2 separate regions of the Hordeum vulgare genome follow, and region 1 is linked to region 2. A link is a contact called in public Hi-C data. All regions are on one chromosome and are shown on one strand. Each heading gives the region's core, a stretch centred on a gene start, on an enhancer-like site or on the middle of the called end of the contact. The rest is flanking DNA. Distances are from core to core; before and after follow the strand shown.

Region 1 (6,003 bases), core at 1,670-4,169, 190 kb before region 2:
TCCTTTCCACGGTTATGATTCTGAGACGGTCGTAGCCCATCTTACCAAACTACACGATATAGCCACCCTTTTCACTAGTGAGGAGAAGATCCGCCACTACTACATCCTTAAGTTGTTTCCTTTCTCTTTAAAGGATGACGCTAAAGCCTGGTTCACCTCTCTTGCTCGTGGATGTGTGAGTAGTCCCCAGGATATGGTCTATTACTTCTGTGAGAAATATTCCCCTGCCCATAAGAAGCAAGCTGCCTTGCAGGAAATATACAACTTTGCTCAACTCAAAGAAGAGAGTCTCCCACAAGCTTGGGGGAGGCTCGTCCAGCTACAGAATGCTTTGCCTGATCACCCTCTTAAGAAGAACGAGATACTTGATATCTTCTATAACGGACTTCCCGATGCCTCTAGACACCACCTAGATAGTTGTGCCAGTTGTGTTTTTAGGGAACGAACTGTAGAACAAGCTGAGACCCTACTGAATAACATCTTGATCAATGATAATGCTTGGACTATTCCCGAACCACCTCTTAAGCCAACTCCTAAGAAAAGAGGTATTCTATTCCTTAGTCCCGAAGATATGCAAGAAGCCAAGAAATCTATGCAAGAGAAAGGCATTAGATCTGAAGATGTCGAAAATCTACCACCTATCGAAGAGATCCATGGTCTCGATAACCCGATAATAGTAGTAGAAGTGAATTCTCTGCGTAGGTTTGATGAGGGTGATATTCCTTTTGACAAACCTGCTAGCCTATGCTTTGATGAATTTGACAACTTTGTTGCCAAACAACAAAGTTTCAATGATTATGTTAGTAGACATTTGGAACAAAGTACTCGTATGCTTAGCCATTTAAGTGCTTGTGTAGACAGAAATGTTAATGATCTGAAGCTTCTGAGTAAACATGCCTATATGATTACTACTCAGGTAGAACAAGTACTTAAAGCTCAGAATGACCTGCTCAATGAATTAAAGGACAACTCTGTCAAAGTCATTACTAGAGGAGGCAAAATGACTTAGGAACCTTTGTATCCTGAAGGTCATCCTAAGAGAATTGATCAATATTCTCAAGGAATTAATGCTGATACACCCAGTCATCCTAAGGAGAAGAAGAAGGATGATAGAAACCTACATGCTAGTTCACCAAATACTGTCACACCTGAAGAACCTAATGATATTTCTGAGTCTGATGCAGAAACACAATCTGGTGATGAACATGAACCTGGTGACAATATGGATAGTGATGTTCATAATAATGCTCAACCTAGCAATGATGAGGATGTGGAGATTGAACCTACGGTTAATCCTGATAACCAACAACCTAAGAGATACGATAAGAATGACTTCACTTCTAGGAAGCATGGTAAAGAAAGGGAGCGGTTTAGATATCGTCATGACTTTGCGCGGTTCTATCAATTGCTCGATAGTAATTTGTTCACCCACCGTGATATTTGCTATTTTGAGAGAAGCATCTAGTGAACACTATGGCCCCCAGGGTCTACTCCACAACATATTTTCAGCCTTACACTTTTTACTTCGTTTCACTTTCCGCCTTCAGATCTCACTTTGCAAACAATCTTGAAGGGATCGACAACCCCTTTGAAGCGTTGGATGCAAGCTTATTTGTGTTTGCGCAGGTACTCTGGACTTGACGAGACCCTCCTTCTGGATCGATACCTTGGTTCTCAAACTGAGGGAAATACTTACTGCTCCTTTGCTGCATCACCCTTTCCTCTTTAAGAGAAAAACCAACGCAAGCCCAACCTCCGTCAACGTGTCAATTTCTGGCGCTGTTGTTTGAGAAGTAGCAGAAGGATTTCTGGCGCCTATGCCGGGGAGGAAGATCAAGTCAAGAACTCATCCAAGTAAGTGTCGCAAACTCATATCTTGCATTTACTTTGTTTGCCAGTTGCCTCACGTTTTCCTCTCCCCCACTTCACCAATTTGCCTTTTTCGTTCACCTTTTTTTCTCGCCCACTTTTTGTTTGCTTGTGTGCTTGTTTGCTGAAGTCATCATGAACGAAAACACCAAACTTTGTGACTTCTCGAATAGTAATAATAATGATTTTATTAGTACTCCGATTGCTCCCGTCATTAGTGCGGAGTCATACGAAATCAATGCCGCTTTGCTGAATCTTGTTATGAAAGAGCGTTTCTTTTTTTACTAAGTTGTCATATATTCATATCACACGTGTGACACTTGCCAGAAAAAATGCTGAAAAAGAGATTTAGAAATGTCGCGGGCTGGTTAACGCGGTGCCCTCCCTTCCCCTCTGCCCACGCACCGTTTTTCTCCTCTCTCTGCCCTTTCGCCACTTCCTCCACCGGGATATTCTTCTCTGTTCGGAGACCAACGAACGACACGGGATATTTTCATCCCGCGCGTCGAATCCTCTTCGAATCCTGAGGGCTCCAGCCTCTAGGGACCTCGAGCGCGATTCAAGCTGTTGTGCTGGCCAGTAGGACCGTCCGCCACTCCCAGGGAGGTAAACACATCCCGCTGCCGCCTGCGCTCGTGTTTTTCCGCTGATTATTTGGTCTTGCTGTGTCTGAATGTGCCAAAATTAACACGGTTGTAGCAAAAGTAAAAAACATCGATTGTAACGAAAAATTCGACGAACTGGAATTGCAACCAAACATATATGCAGCCTTTTACTGGACAAATGTAACAAATTACACGAGAAAAAAAGTTGCATGGAAAACATTTGTATCAAAAAAATACACGGTTGCAACAAATTCAACGAAAAAATGCTGCAAGCATCTGCCAGCGAGGCACGCGGCCCGCACGCGACCGGCCGAACGATTCGGCCCACGCGTCGGGTAGAAGCGTTTCCTTTTTTCTTACTAAGTTGTCATATATTCATATCACACGTGTGACACTTGACAGAAAAAATGCTGAAAAGGAGATTTAGAAATGCCGCGGGCTGGTTAACGCGGTGCCCTCCCTCCCCCTCTGCCCACGCACCGTTCCTCTCTCTGCCCTTTCGCCACTTCCTCCACCGGGATATTCTTCTCTGTTCGGAGACCAACGAACGACAGGGGATATTTTCATCCCGCGCGTCGAATCCTCTCCGAATCCTGAGGGCTCCAGCCTCCAGGGACCTCGAGCACGATTCGAGCTGCTGTGCTGGCCAGTAGGACCGCCCGCCACAGGCCTCCGGCTCCCAGGGAGGTAAACACATCCCGCTGCCGTCGGCGCCCGTGTTTTTCCGCTGATTATTTGGTCTTGCTGTGTCTGAATGTGTGATCCCCCCCCCCCCTCCCTACCTGCCGCGCTGGGTTGCTCCGCTGCTCTGGGTTCACTGGCGGTGGTTTGGGGGGTTCTGGCCGGCCGCCGGCAGCTCCAAGGCTGCGATTTTTCCTTGCCAGAGTTTTCTCGGTTCATTTCCGGAATTCACGCGATTCCCGTGGTTTCCTTGGCAGGGACGATGGCCGTGTATTTGAACGACGATTTGGAGGACCTGCAAGACGACCACTTCGACTCCGACGGGTTCGGCGTCTCCGGCCATCCCTCCAGCCCGGTATGCTTAACCAGGTGCCGGTACAAGTTTCTTGAGTGGTGTGTGTTGCTTCGACACGGAAGCAGATGGGTGCTGGAGTGATGTTACGTGCAAACCACACATTAGTTCCGCTAAAGCTAAATAAAGCATGTTTGCAATTCAGCGACGGAACATGTAGCATACGTAACATTTGTAGACGTTGCCGATGGCCCTACCTAGTGGAAATGGTTGGCACTAAAGGGAAATTTTAGTGCTAAATAAATTAGCTTTTGGAGTGCCTGCCTAAATAAAACATCACTGTTGAGGTGGACATAGGTGATGGCAACAAGCCAACAACTGGGATACCTACTAAATCATGATGTAGGAATGTGCACATGGACATTTATGATTTCTGAGATTATGGAGCAGTTTTCTCTGCGACAGTATAACATGTATGTATATACTTGAGCCTTTCTGGACATGTTACTTTCCCTTTTTGTTAGATTACTTTGGATTGTTTCGGTTTGTATAAACAAATGCATTATTTCCTTTGTTTCAAGGTTATTAATACCTCAATTTTTGTTCTTTCTGTAGAATAAGCATAAGAATGATACATCAGCCTTGGAGTACAGAAATGGAAAAGACATGCAAGGGATACCATGGGAGAGGTTAAAATACAGTAGAGATCAGTATCGCAAGATGAGGCTGAAGCACTACAAGAATTACGAGAACCTCGCGAGGTCACACCAAGGGTTTGATACGGTGAGATTTAGTGTTGTACACTTCTACACGAGTGGTATTGGTGCAAAGCTGTTGTTGTGCTTATTGCCCTTATGGCTCTGCATGCCAATTTTGATGATAGTTGCTATCTTCTTTCCTGCTTATAGAGGTTGGAATTGGTTGTGAGTTCACCTCTCTTTTTCGCACTATTACTCATATGTGGTAACAACAACCTTAGTTGGTTGCACATGGCAATGGTGGTGTTAAACGCCTTCCCGTTCCTGAAGGCATTGCTTGGAGTTGCTCGGACTTGATCTTCGGGGTGAAAACCTATGATCGGATCTTCAGTGGTTGAATCCAGCAGCGGAAGAGCGGTGTGTCATTCCCGTCCCGGGGGCGTTGTTGTTGAAGTAGACCTGGGTAGGGGTAGCCCAACTGACAACCCGACCTGAAAAACCAAGGCCCGCCTGAGTCGGGCTTGTCAATTGAGCAGGATTCAGGCCTCCTTTTGCAGCACGGAAGGTAGTTCCAGACGTGCTCAGGCTTCTCTTTTTCAGGATTTTGTGCCGGGCTTGCAAGTGCAAGTATTGAAAACTGCGTTTGGGCTTCAGATTCGGACCTGAAAAACCAAGGCCAGCCTGAGTCGGGCTTGTCAATTGAGCAGGATTCAGGCCTCCTTTTGCAGCACGGAAGGTAGTTCTAGACGTGCTCAGGCTTCTCTTTTTCAGGATTTTGTGCCGGGCTTGCAAGTGCAAGTATTGAAAACTGCGTTTGGGCTTCAGATTCGACTTAGGGCTGGGCCCGGGCTTGAGAAAAGAGGATAGTTTGGGCTGGTATTTTGAAGGTTGGGCTTTTACAGTCCCGGCCTGACACATGTTCAGGTTTATGCTGAAGAACCTCTCGCGGTTCTTGCTTTGCCAAGGGTGGTAGTTGGTGTTGCCTGTTGCTGCGTGCTGCTGTTCGGGGTCATGTTTTTTATGTAGGTTGTTGTGTGCATCCTCAATGTCTTGAGTAGCTCTTGGCATCATGTTGGTTGTAGAGGCCGGTATAATTGGTATCTTCTTGATATTGGTATATTCCCTTTATACGGAAAACAGATTCTTCAATGCCTGCCGCATGCAAATCTCTCCTCGTATTTTCGCTCTCTTTTAAACCATGAACCGCGCAATAGTCGCACAACACCAACGTTTTTTGACAATTTCCTAAGTTCACGGTCCAATTTCTTGTGATAATTTTTTTTTTGCTTCGTGGCAATGCACCGGCATTATGCTAATGTTCCAATGAATGCGAGATAGACCACTCTATGTGTTAATCATATTCATAAAATACTCTTGATTTTTTGGTTGGATGTTACTAACTAGTACTGTGTATTAGCACCAAACGTGTTCCACACCTAAACTCTTTTATCACACCTTACTAGTTGTCCATTGACACAAAAATGGTTAGGTTTGTTTTGGTATCTATCTCAGGTTCAACTATTGAGGTGACACTCCAAGCAAACAATACATCTTCCCATAGCGCCATAAAAAATATTTGTTTGTTTGTTATATGGTTGTAAATTCTTATGATAGCCTTTAGCTGTTTGACTTATCTCCTCCCCCTCCTTCTCTAGGAGTGCAAACAAGTGGAGACAAATGACAGGTTCTATGATTTCTGCTTCAACACACGACTTGTCAAGCCAACGATAGTGCATTTTCAGGTACATTTATCTTCCATCTTTCTAAGAAATTGATGTTTGCATTGATATAAGAATCTTAACATCAAAGGTGTTAAACAACATGTTCAATTATTTAAAGAATTCCGAGTTTGTGATTG
Region 2 (6,159 bases), core at 1,418-3,917:
GTTCCGAAAAATTTCCGGGACTTACCGGTTTTATGACGGGAGTGCCGGAAGTGTTCCGAGGGTCCACCAAGAGGGTCCACCTACCCCGAAGGGCCCCATGGGCTGTGAGAGGGGGCGCACCAGCCCCTGGTGTGATGGTCGCCCCTCCTACCTAAGGCCCGTGTGGGAAGGGTTGGGCCAAGAGGGAAGGTGCCCCACTTGCCTTGGGGGCCAAGGCACCCCCCTTGGTCGCCGCCCCACCCCTAGGGGAAATCCTAGGGCACCTCCCTCCTCCTCTCCTCCTATATATATGTGAGGGGAGGGAGGGCTGCAACAACACAAGCCACGGCGCAGCCTCTCCCTCTCCCTCTAAATGAGCCTTTCCTGTAGTTCGTCGTAGTAGTGTTTGGCGAAGCCCTGCCGGGACGGCTCCACCACCATCGCCGCCACACCGTTGTGCTGCCAGAGAACTCATCTACCTCTCCGCGCTCGCTTGCTGGATCAAGGAGGCAGAGAACGTCATCGAGCTGTATGTGTGTTGAAAGCGGAGGTGTCGTCCGTTCGACACTAGACCAGGATGGATCGTAATGGGATCGCGGGACGGATTGTGATTTGGATCGCGAAGACGTTCGACTACATGAACCACGTTATATACGCTTCCGCTTAGCGATCTACAAGGGTATGTAGATGCACTCCCTCTCTCATAGATGTTAGTCTCCATAGATTAATCTTGATGAGCGTAGGAATTTTTTTGTTTCCCATGCGACGTTACCCTACAATGTTGTATGCCCAAACATAATTTTTTCTACTAGCTAATGCTGAATGACAAAATCAATACATGTGATCTCTTAACCAGGAGACACTACCCTCTGGATAGCACTATTTGCACCCTTTGCAGATGATCACAACATGGAAGACACAACTCATCTACTATTTTCCTGCCCATTCGGTCAAGGTTTCTGCTCGAGCATTAATATGGAGTTCAACACTGATGACAACAGAACTAACATGATTATTGATGCCAGGAACGGATATGAATTATCATTTTTCATGGAAATATTGACGATTGGTTGTTGGAGCATTTGGAATCATAGAAATGGAATGATATTTTATAATATCCCAGCCAACGTTAATGCATGTTGCATACAAAAAACCTTCAAGATTACTTTTCATGAAACTATGATGAGGGCTAAGCCCAATATCAAAGAATGCATGTTGTCTTGGATAAATAGTATATAAAACCGCGATCTTGGAATAAGTTAGCTTAGTCTCTTTTATTTTCCCCTTCACTATACTTTTGTAAATATCCTCTATGTAGAGTATTTGGCCCTTTATTAATAGAAAATGACACATAATGGGGAAATCTCCACTGTTTTTGGTCAAAAAAAAAAGATTTTGAGAAAAATCTAAGAAAATATAAGCTGTTAAGAGGGGAATGTTCTATTGCCACGTGAAATTCCAAGTTGAAACCAATACAGGATGCAAGTTATGAGAAAATAAATCCGCAATGAATAGTAACATTATTGTTCAACATTATTCAATGATGGTTTTGTTTTTTATAGCTCACCAGTAATGTGTTTGAACTTGATTTTCACATGACAATAGAACATCATCCTTTTTACATTGGAATATGTTTAAAATCAATTGGATGATCCCACACGACTTAAGCCGCGTCCAGCTTTCAACACGTGTCCCTGGCTGACCCCATGTGCCGCTTACCATCCGCCTTATCTCTATGCAGGAAGCCAAGAGCCACACATTTTCAGTTTGTATCATCGTCTTCCTTACGCTCGCTTTCTTTTCTATCCTGCAGATCCCCCCTTTTCTCTCTTTTTCCCATGCTCTTCCCTCTTCCTGTAGATCGATACCAACACTGACAAATCGACGACCATCACTGCCACAAGCTCTCCCGCCCCTCCTCTATTGTTGCCCACTGCTGCAGATGCAAAAGGGGAACATGTAGCAGTCCCTTGGAGCTGCAATGAAGCATCCCGTTGTTGTGATTATGACCACGACGAGGAGCCGACAAGGGGCATTGCAACTCCGGCGATGTTGCCTCGAAGCTCTTGGGAGCACCGTCGGAGCTGCAATGGAGCAACGCTGGGCCACCGGAGTTGCAATGGAGCACCACCAGGCCGTCGAAAGCATCACCGGAGATGCAATGGAGCTTCGTCGGATGTCATTGGTGCTGCGTTGGAGCTTAGCCGGGGGCTGCAATGGCACGACATTTGATGGTGTCGCACGCTCGCTGTTGTTGTGACGTTGCTGCGATCCAACAGCCACCAGCGCGTTGATCGGACGGCTAGTTAGGCGGAGAAATCATCGGGATGATTCGTAGTAGCCGTCTTTAACATTCCCTTTTAACATTCCGTATTTTTATTTTTTATATTTTGAAAACATCATTGGCACACGATTTCCACTGATTTTTCATGTGACATTCCTTCCTCCCCGCTCCCGGAGCCACGAGCCGACCTCTCTCCGAGTTCGCTTCCTCGAAGCTTTCCAGCCCACGCCCGCTCCACCCGTTGCGCCGACACCTCCGGCCCGGTCGGTGTCCCCACCGGCCAAACGCCACGCTTCCCGCGGAGACCCCGCGTGGGCCCCGCCCCCCACGACCCCACCACCTCCCCCTCCACCTGGCCGCGCGCCGCGCGCGTATTAAACGGCCTCCTCCTCCGCCTCGCTCCTCTCGCACCAACACCACAGACCACCACCGCAGCACGCAGCACGCACCACGCGCCCTCCCGCCCCGTGATCGCCGCCGTCTCGCCGCTGCGCCGACCCCTCCACCGGCATTCGATTCGGAGCCCAGCCCGTCCGGCGGCGCGGAGGTACGTGAGATCCCGGCCGCCCCGTTGCGAGATCTGGCGTTGCTGCTCGCGCGCTGGCCTGCTGTCCTTGTTATCACCTGGAGTGCGTCTCGAATGTTGTCCCGTGGCGGGTTTTCGGGCGGGGTGTAGTCCCCGTGATCCGGGGGTTGAGGGAAGGGATTCCATATCTCAGCCCAAATGGTCGGGCCTGGCGGCAGCTCGGGATGCAGATCTGACGAGGTGGGGTCCTAGGGTTGCGCGCCTGGAGCTGGATCTAGCGATCATTGCACTGGGAGTTTAGAGGGGTGGGTGATCCATGTTGTTCGAATCAAAAAAGAAAAAGAAAAAGAAATGGTATTAGGGGCGGGTGATCGGGCTGTTCTGATCTTTCTTTATGTTAGCTGTATATATATGTAAGCGGCGGGAAATCAAGGGAGATCTTAGTTTAAATCGGGTTATAATTATGATCCTTATGTTTGTCTAGCTCATTGGAAACGGACCCTGTGTTTGTAAGCATAACAGCGAATATGCCTTGGCTAGGTGGAAGGAGAAGGAAGATCCTTTTCTAGAACAGTGTGTGATCCTGCCTTTGTATCTTTTCTGATTGATGCTAGGCATGGATCTCGAGTAATCTTCCGGTGATGAGCCAAGAAACTTGTACCTAGTTTTGTTCATGTGTGAGAATACTGACTGTGATCCTGTACAACAGTACAAGTAATTCGGGAGCCTACTTAATCACTGCAATGCTGTTTAAGGGTTTGTTCATGTGCGTGTGTAATTAGTGAATCAAACTCCCTGATTTTTCTAAGTGGTTTAAATAACCAAGTGTCCTCAGCCCTTAAACAATGTTAGTGCCACTACTCGTCTTCACCATATAGAATGGTGTTTTTACATGTTGTATTTGTTCTCTTTTCATTGTGAGATGCATAACTAGAACTTCTAAACTGAATGTTTGAATATTTTACAGCCATGGGCACGGTTGTGGATGCTCCCGCAGCTGTGACTGAGAAGGAGGTACGTGTATGACATTTCTTTTCATTCCTCATTCCCTGGATATATTAGATAAGCACTTTAAAAAAAAATTGAGATAAGCAGTTGTTGCTGCAAAGGCACACTTTTTCATTGAGGATATGCAATGCCTTATGTTTTCAGTATTAGTGGACATTCTTCAATTTATTAACCATTTCACACATAAGGGTTGGTGCCCCGAATCTCACGGTGTTACACCTACTTCTTCCGTTCATAAATATACGATGTTTTGGATATTCATTTAGTTTAATTTGGAATAGATAAACTTTATTGTTGTCGGACTCGTGTCCAAAGAACTTGAATTCCTGAGCATACTGCCAATATAATTCTGGCACCTTGAACAACGCTTCTTGTATATGTCAGTAAATGAAACTCCTTTGTCTCACAGAAATTTTGCTATTCATGGTTCTTTGTTTGTCTTATGGTCCAAACTGTGTTTTTCATGCAGGTGGTTGCTGAGAACATGTTGGGTGACAAGAAAGTCACAGTAGTATTTGTTCTTGGTAAACTTTCTTTGATATATGCCTGACCATCTAATACGCATTATCACGCGTTACATGTATCTAAATAAATAAACTTTCTTCTGTACCTGACCAAGAATTTACACACAGGTGGTCCTGGAAGTGGAAAGGGCACACAGTGTGCCAACATTGTGGAACACTTTGGATTCACCCATCTTAGTGCTGGAGATCTTTTGCGCGCGGAGATTAAATCTGGCTCTGAGAATGGGTATGTTAGTTTCTTTCATAAGTTTCTCTAGAACTATTGTTTTACAAAAAAAATATTCATCATGTCAATTTATTTATGTAACATTTGCATGCACCTATGTTTATTTTTACACCTATAATTTTACAGAACTATGATTGAGAACATGATAAAGGAGGGAAAGATTGTTCCATCGGAGGTGACTATAAAGCTCTTGCAGCAAGCCATGATAAAGAATGAGAATGATAAGTTCCTCATCGACGGGTTTCCAAGGAATGAAGAGAATCGTGCTGCGTTCGAGAATGTTGTAAGCTCATCTGCTCCTTACACTTGAAAATTGATGTTCTTTCACTTTTCACTACTAATTCACGTAATAGTTCAGCAGCATCTTCCTTTCTTCCATCATAATGTATGTATAAATGACTTTGCAAGATTGCTGATTGCTTTACATTTTCTCAGACAAAAATTTCGCCTGCATTTGTGCTATTCTTTAATTGTTCCGAGGAAGAGATGGAAAGACGTCTTTTGGGACGCAATGAGGTTTCATTTCTTGACTTATGTGCTTATGTTTAGCCTATGTATCCTTGTCAAAACTACCCTTTTCCTGTTTCCAACAATTTGTTTTATTTTGCAGGGTAGAGTTGATGACAACATTGAGACTATCAGGAAGAGATTCAAAGTTTTTGTTGAATCCAGTTTGCCTGTGATTGAGTACTATGACGCAAAAGACAAGGTTAAAAAGGTACGGCTGCAGTTCCACAATGACTAATGAGGGAACCTCAAAGGAATGCATCTCAACATACACGCAATGGGAGGGGGGGGGGGGTGTTATAAATGAACATTTGGGGAACACGTTAGTCTGAACACCGAAGGAACTATATGCTGGGATAACAATCTTTCTTTTGATTGTAATTAGTTACCAAGGACTAGTTTTTTTATGTACTTTACTACCCTTTTTGGGAATCTGTCCACTCTCAAACTATTGCCCAACTTGCGTATGATCAGATCGATGCTGCAAAACCAATTCCTGAGGTGTTTGAAGATGTCAAAGCCATTTTTGCCCCATTTGCCAAGGTAATTTTTCAATTTTACTTGTTTTATCTTTCGTTTGTAGCATTTCAACGCTAAATATTATGTTTGTCTCTACGCTAAAAGCTAAATAGTTCCCCCTATCACGAGTATGTCATGACACTTGTATATTTTTATTTTTTTATATAACATCATGTTTATATTTATCAGGCTGCATAGAACAGTATAAAGGACCACAAAGGTGATAAATGGAATGATCTCATACAAGGTATAACTTCTCTCCTTTTTATTTTATACTTACATTCTTCTTCGTAGTCGTTTTTAGGTGATTTTCTTAATTGGCAGAGCCATTCATCTTTTTTCTTTCGGAAATTGAGCAATAACATCCAGGGTGCGGCTCTGTTTAGCTGTCAGGTTGACTTGAAAAACATTCTTAGCCCACTTAATTTGAATATATTAGTACCAGCATATTGAATGAGGATTTGCCAAATACATGATCCAACAGTCATGATGCTACTATGGATTACTTGCTCCCATTTAACGCTAGAATCATGAGTATCTTTCGAAAGTTATGGTAGTTAGTCCCTTCACAGTAATATTTGCTTTG

Evidence for each region. A called contact is a pair of places that touch in the nucleus more often than the background predicts.
Region 1: a Hi-C map of leaf shows a contact between it and region 2, with 3 times the contacts expected there. The contact joins the promoter of LOC123425230 here to the promoter of LOC123425228 in region 2. A contact is called at or near these places in 3 of 6 Hi-C or Micro-C datasets (leaf and seedling) and 1 of 1 datasets of contacts at active chromatin or transcription factors (embryo).

The regions. Positions count from the first base shown.
Region 1 is chr2H:88,937,415-88,943,417 of MorexV3_pseudomolecules_assembly, reverse strand. LOC123425230 reads left to right here and starts at 2,919. Exons shown (of 10, transcript XM_045108903.1): 1 at 2,919-3,161; 2 at 3,413-3,510; 3 at 4,063-4,230; 4 at 5,801-5,887. The coding sequence starts at 3,418.
Region 2 is chr2H:88,749,288-88,755,446 of MorexV3_pseudomolecules_assembly, reverse strand. It overlaps LOC123425228 (UMP-CMP kinase 3), which reads left to right and starts at 2,667. Exons shown (of 10, transcript XM_045108902.1): 1 at 2,667-2,810; 2 at 3,757-3,803; 3 at 4,267-4,321; 4 at 4,430-4,547; 5 at 4,674-4,830; 6 at 4,983-5,063; 7 at 5,158-5,265; 8 at 5,529-5,597; 9 at 5,763-5,820. The coding sequence starts at 3,759. The coding sequence ends at 5,771.